Linked DNA regions of Gossypium arboreum: region 2 is linked to region 1. A link is a contact called in public Hi-C data. All regions are on one chromosome and are shown on one strand. Each heading gives the region's core, a stretch centred on a gene start, on an enhancer-like site or on the middle of the called end of the contact. The rest is flanking DNA. Distances are from core to core; before and after follow the strand shown. Region 1 holds the start of LOC108464978. Region 2 holds the start of LOC108486972 (enoyl-[acyl-carrier-protein] reductase [NADH], chloroplastic-like).

Region 1 (3,406 bases), core at 394-2,893:
CATCTTCATCAACATCATCCTTCAATTGCTTTTGCGGCCTTCCTCTTCTCTTAGATTCTGGAATCTTTTCATCTTCACCACTTCCAGGATCCTCACGAGAAGAAACAATAGTCGGCTTCTTTGCTTTTCCTCTGCCTTTTCTCATTTTACAAGAACCAGTTAGAAAACAATCTCAAACAACTGAAGTAGGTTCCTACAAACACAAAGAAATATATTCAAAAGAATCCACTTCCAATAACAAATGATCAATGAAAACAAGAAAAACAGAGATTATTAAGTGAGAGAGAAATAGGAAATAGCACACTCCATTTCAGAAGGTCACAATATGATTTAGTGCCCCATCCTTTAATTTAATGTTCCCTTTTCTAAGAAACAATGGTCAAACATACCTGAACCTCCACAGAAATTCCAATATGGTTCATACAACTACAGCTTTTACCATTTTTTAATGAATAAGAAATGGATTTTATTGTTTTAATTCCACCTCTTTTCCAAAGTTTTCTGGGACTAAATTGAAAGGATAAAAAACTCAACCAAACTGCTCTCAAAAAGAGATTAATCATTGGATTGGAAAAGAACAAAAGATTCAACACAAATAAACCTAATTTCAAACCTAAAAACTGCACAAGAACAGCCCCCAAATCTCAACATCTATAAACTACAAATCCGAGCAATCTTCAAATAAGTGTAATCACGCTAACAATAGAGGAAACCCAAATCAATACAAAAGCCATAGATTCTAAATCTTTTGTTTTATTTACCTCCCTACATAAGAAGAACATCATCTCTCGTTTATTAACTTCAGGTAAAGTAGGTAAACTATAAGATATTAAATCTGTGTTTCAGTTTAAATATATATTCTTCATCCCTAATAATTACGTCACCAAACACAGCATTAACTTCTTATAAACCAATACACCATAAACAAACATTTTACATAATAGCTTTTTAACTACTTTTTCAAGAGAGAACTCCATTGTTTATTTTTTTAAAAATGAAACAAGAAAGATGAAACTAACCTTAAAACAGACACCAATATTCTGCATCTTTGACACAAAATCCCATTTTTCAGAATCTCATAATAAAAGTCAAGGAAGTTGCTAAAACCCCAAGAGGAAAGAAGAAAATGGACCACTTGTTCCTCTCAATGGTTTTACGAGAATGAAGCCAACAAAGAACAAGATAAGCTCCCCCCCCGAAAACAACGATCTAAACGAAAAATAAAAGAAAACGCAGATCAGAGAATATAGTTTAAGTTAAAGGAAACATCATCAAAAAGCACAGTGAGTATTTTAACAGAGCTAAGGCAAGGTTGAGAAAGAGAAGATTATTAGAACAAGAAATGGTAGAAAGAAGAAATGGTCAGTGGTAAAAGAAGAGATAAGTGTTGAAAGCAAGGGTTCAACTTCAACTTCAAGTTATAGCATTGATATTGAACATTTGGTGTACAAACAAAAAAAAAAAAAATAGATAAAGGTATTTATTTTGTAGAGTAAAAACTAAAGTAGAAAGAAGTAACACACACTTTGCTCACTGTCAAACAACAAATGTGGGATGATCATCAATTCATCTAAAAGTTTGACTGCTGGTTTTGGGTGACTTTGACTGAATGTGTACGGTGATTATTGCATGACATACAAATATATCTATATAAGCGTTTGTACACAGGATTTTTCCATAGATTGTTACAGATTCTGTAAACTGAGACTTGGTTTAAATCATACGCGCCAGTAGGAGCGTGAGTGAATTCCAAAGGAAAACGCAAAGGCGCGTTATCTTAGTTTAGAGGTAGTGTCACCGTTTTTAGATCAGAAATTTGATTAGCCTCGCTCTTCCCTTTATTTATTTAGGATTTTGATAGTTAAAATATACAAACCCTAATTACACTCCTTATAATTCCACAACTATATCATAATAAATTTTAAAATATACTAATTTCTAAAAAATTAATATAAATTTTTCTAAAATTTAATGTATTAATTATTTGTCATTTGATCCGCTTCAATAGATTCATTTAAAAACTAAAATAAAATCATCATATGTAATATATTGTCTAAAAATATATCATAAAATATAATTATTAATAAATTAACAAGAAAAATAAACATACTATATAATTTATATAATTAATCTAGCATTTCATGTTTATTGAGCTATTCTCTCTCTAGCAGTAAAAATATACTTTTGTTGTGTTCAACTACACATCACTCAACAATTTAGGTTATGTATTAATGCAAGAGAGAAAAGTGATTGCTTATGCTTCTCGACAATTTAAGTCACATGAACAGAATTATCCTACTCATGATCTAGAACTTGCAACAGTAGTTTTCGCTCTGAATATTTGGAGACATGACTGCCTCCGGACATACTAACGTCCAGAGTGTGAATACTGTAATAGAATAAAAAATTACAAGGTGGTATTCGTAAGTATACAAGTCGAGTTGTAATATAAATTTTATAACGAAATAGGTAAGTACTTCGAGGATCGTACCCAAGGAAGGCTAGTACTAAATCAATCTTAACCTAAACAATTAAAGATCTAATTAATACTTGAAGTCAGTTATAGTACAAAAGTAAAATAAGAGATAATTTCAGGGTTTCTTAAACTAAGGAAATAAAATAACAAAAAAAGAGTAAAATTACAAGAGATAGAGAAAAATAAAGTGAATCAAATTTGAAGATAGGTGATTTGCTTGCTTAAGCAATCTCAATCAACTGTTATCTTGGGTTATTCGTCAATCAACTAGTCGCTAACCTAGTAGGATATTTCGATCTTCCACTAACATAGCGAGTCAACAAGAATTACTTATCTTCCGACCTCACAGTCCAGACTGGTTTAGGGTCAAGGTGTTCACGGATAGGCAATACCAATTTTGGGTTAATTCCCACCTTGATGACTTCTTAGGGTTGTCAGGCCTAGGGTTTTTTTCACATTCTTCCTTTCCCAAACAATTAATCCGTTGAATAACCCTACAAAACATTTAAGAGATCATGCTTGCACTTGCTAATCCCCCATAGAAGGATTAGTTTCTCATGGCTTTCATAAACAACATGGAATGAATGGAAGAATTAATAATAGAGAATGGATTGAAATAAAAAGTTTAAGAAAAACCTGATTTATATTGATAATAAGCATGAATCCACAAAAGTTGATCTCCTTCACAATCAGATCTCTTAAAGAAAGCAAATAACTAAAACTAGGAAAACCTAATAAGGAAAGAAAAAAAGCCTAAGTTTAACGGAAGAAAACTAGGTTAAAACTTAGATGTGTTATACATGTGCTAAAGGAACCTATTTATAGCCTTTAGGTGGTCGTCGTCCTTAACCCTAGGTTAGTTGATGTTCTCGAGCTTAAAGTTCGATTGTATAGACTAAAACGCCCTTACTTCATGTTTTATTCTTGTCA
Region 2 (3,406 bases), core at 451-2,950, 610 kb before region 1:
GACTTTTGGCCGAATGGTTGCTTTGGAAAGTCCAAAAATCATCATTCCAACTTAATTCATCCATGCATCTTACCGTCCAAGGAGTGATGTACCTGCAACATTAAAATCAAGCATTAATCACCAATGTGAACACATTAAGGTGGCAGCAAATATTAACATATTAAACACACTCATAAATTCGACTAACATAACAAATAATTGTAGTAATTTGGACACATTAAATCCTAGTTAAACCAAGACATATTAATAACATGTAATAACCTAATTAAATTCGGCACACTTATTTAAAATGTCCAGAATTAAACAAATTAATTATTTAAAAAAATATGTTCAAATTTATTTAATGCATCAATCTTATTTAATAGCTAGGGACGAATAGACTTATTGAGCTCGATATAGGTGTATGAGCTAGTGATGAGCTGGGGGTAAGCTCGTGAGCTAAATCCGAGCTAGGTTCGGACTCGTAAGCTGGACCCGAGCTGGGGAGCTGGACATGAGCTGAATCTGAACTAGTAGCAAGTTGCGAGGTGAATTGGAAGAGTTAATTTAAGCTTCCTCGCTGCGGCTGGGCTGAGTTTCATCCCAAATTCGAGCTACAAGAGTTGAAATAGAATCTTTGAAAGCCTTAGCTCGAGCTCGGGTGATAAGGCCTTGTGGTAGCGTCAGATGATCTTTACTTGAACTAGCTGAACCGTTGGGCGCGCTCGCATCACATGCCATGTGGCACATCCAACCAATTAGAATGTGCAGTGTGCAGAGGCGAATCCAGGGGGGTTGACAAGGGCCCCGGCCCCCTGAAATGGAAAATTATTGTTTTGGCCTTCTAAAAAATTTTAAAATTTTAAATTAGTAAAGGTAAAATTACACTTTGGCCCCCTAAAATTATGAAAATTTATTTAATCCTTTAAAAATTATAAATATATAAACTATTAAAATTAAAATTTTATTTCGCCCCTAATTTTTTTTTTGCTTCACCTCTGGCGTGTGACAATAAATTTATTAAAATTAAATAATTTAAATTTATATGAAAAAGTAGAAAAAGAATATTTAAAAACTAAATATTTTAATACATTAACTTTGATCAATCATTGGCCATCATTGATCGATATTTGATCGAATATTGACCTACGTCTAAATTATAAATTAAAATTTTTAATTTCTAGACATTAAGTTTTTCTTGAAGTTAAACTTTTCTTTTTTACTTTTTATTCATTTTGAATTTTTAGAATTTGAAATAAAATTTATTCCTGAATATATATTTTTGAAAATGGAATTTTTTAATTTTCTAAAATTTAAATATTTTTCAATTTTATAAAATTTACAATTTTATATATTATTATGATTTTTAAAATTTATATTTATATATTTTAGAATTTTAAAATTTTAGTATTTTAGAATTTTTAAATATTTTTATTTTTATATGTTCTATGATTTTTTTATTTTTAATCAATAGAATATAAATTGTATTAAAATAAAAAAAATGATGTCACATATTCTAATAGTCTCACGTATATATCTTATTTTCTTTTATGCCTTAAATTAATTTGGATAATAAAAATAATTTAAATAGAAAGGTGAGACAAAAATTTTTAAGTACTAAAATTGAAAAAACAAGTATAATTCGGGCCATAAGGCTATTTTTGACAGCAAGTCAAATCAACGAGTCAAGAGTCCAATCCATTCACAGCCAACAAAAAGAGAAAGAAGGGCATAATAGTAATTTGAGTAAGGATCCAAAACCAAACTGAGGTCGACATTTCCAAAGCTCCCGTCGTTGCTTCCCAACTGTTGGAAACCAAAACTCCATCAACCACTTCGGTTTCATCGAAACCCCCAAAACATAACCCCACTTCCCTCCTCTTTTCTTTATATTCTCATCACCTCACTGCTCTTTCCGTACAATCCCCACATTCATAACCCAATCTTCCTCCTCCTTTGCTTCGGTGAGTTTTCAGATCTTTCCATGTTATTTCTTGCTCAATGTTATTCAAACTTTACTAATGCCTTCATTCCATTTACATGTTTATTTGAGCATTAAGGGAAATCTTCTGCTTCTAATTTGGTCCCTTAGAAATCTGATGAAAATAACCAACCATTTATTACATGTCAGAGCATTACACCACACAATGGCCAAGCCAACCAGAGATTTGGGTGTTGGAGACAATTTATTTACCAAGAAAAAGTTTTTGTCATCTTATTACATTCCCACAGAGGAGATGTTGGTGTCTCTTATTTTATAAAGTTATCACTCTTGCTAATGATATTACTTAAAAATGTTGCCTTTCTGTTAACCATAATGCCTTGTGTTTCCCTTGATTATTTAACTGTTCCACTTGATCTTGTAGAACTGTATTGACTTTGGGTGATTCAAGTAAGATAAAAGAAGAAAATATGGGAACCGCAGCAACTCCTGGCCCTTACATGACCAACATTAAACCTTGTATTTCTTCTTCTCGTAAAATTGTTGTCTCGACCATGGTGAACATCATCGCTCAGCATAAAGAGGCATCATGGTCAGGGCTTGCAAGTGCCTCTCACATCTCGTCAAGGCAGCCGTTCCTCCATAGGATCACTTCAAAGCCTGTCAAGTTTGAAAAGTTTGTTACAAGAGCCATGTCTGAACAAAGTGACAACAAGCCTTTGTCTGGACTTCCTATTGATTTGAGAGGTAACCTGTCCTTATTTCCCCCTCTCTTATAACTTCTATGCGTTAATTCAATAATGTTGAATACAGATTAGAATACATGATGATGTTGTATCAGCTAACCATGTTTTTTGAATCTTGACATGACTGAAAAGCTCTTAAGACATGAAATTTGTCTGTGCAGTATGGACGTAAACCACTTGAACATCTAATATGATGTGTCGGTTTGCAGGTAAAAGAGCATTTATAGCTGGTGTTGCTGATGACAATGGGTATGGTTGGGCAATAGCAAAATCTCTTGCTGCTGCTGGAGCTGAAATTCTTGTTGGAACATGGGTGCCTGTATGTATCTTTATATAACATATGTGTCATTTAGAAGCAAAGAGTCTCATTTTAAGGTCAAAGTTGTACTTTTTTACAGTTTTTCTTATAACTGCAAACATTTCTTTTTGCAGGCACTCAACATATTCGAAAGCAGTCTAAGACGTGGGAAATTTGATGAATCACGCATGTAAGAACAAAAATGTTCTTTCCTGTTGATTGCGTAGATTTTGGTATTTGCCGATTTCTCACTTACGGTATGCTGATTGGAATTTTCTTTTCCAGATTGCCAGATGGGTCATTAATGGAGATCACCAAAGTTTATCCCATGGATGCTGTTTATGACTCTCCCGAGGATGTACCTGTAGATGTAAGCCTTTTTCTCCGTATGGTTTTAGAAGAAGGCAAATATTGATTTTTTTTTTTTTGTAATATCCTAAT

Evidence for each region. A called contact is a pair of places that touch in the nucleus more often than the background predicts.
Region 2: a Hi-C map of leaf shows a contact between it and region 1, with 5 times the contacts expected there. The contact joins the promoter of LOC108486972 here to the promoter of LOC108464978 in region 1. A contact is called at or near these places in 2 of 5 Hi-C or Micro-C datasets (both in leaf).

The regions. Positions count from the first base shown.
Region 1 is chr4:54,851,898-54,855,303 of ASM2569848v2, reverse strand. LOC108464978 reads right to left here and starts at 1,643. Exons shown (of 2, transcript XM_053026486.1): 1 at 1,526-1,643; 2 at 1-193. The coding sequence starts at 145.
Region 2 is chr4:55,461,019-55,464,424 of ASM2569848v2, reverse strand. It overlaps LOC108486972 (enoyl-[acyl-carrier-protein] reductase [NADH], chloroplastic-like), which reads left to right and starts at 1,700. Exons shown (of 13, transcript XM_017791141.2): 1 at 1,700-1,943; 2 at 2,346-2,668; 3 at 2,877-2,986; 4 at 3,100-3,155; 5 at 3,251-3,335. The coding sequence starts at 2,392.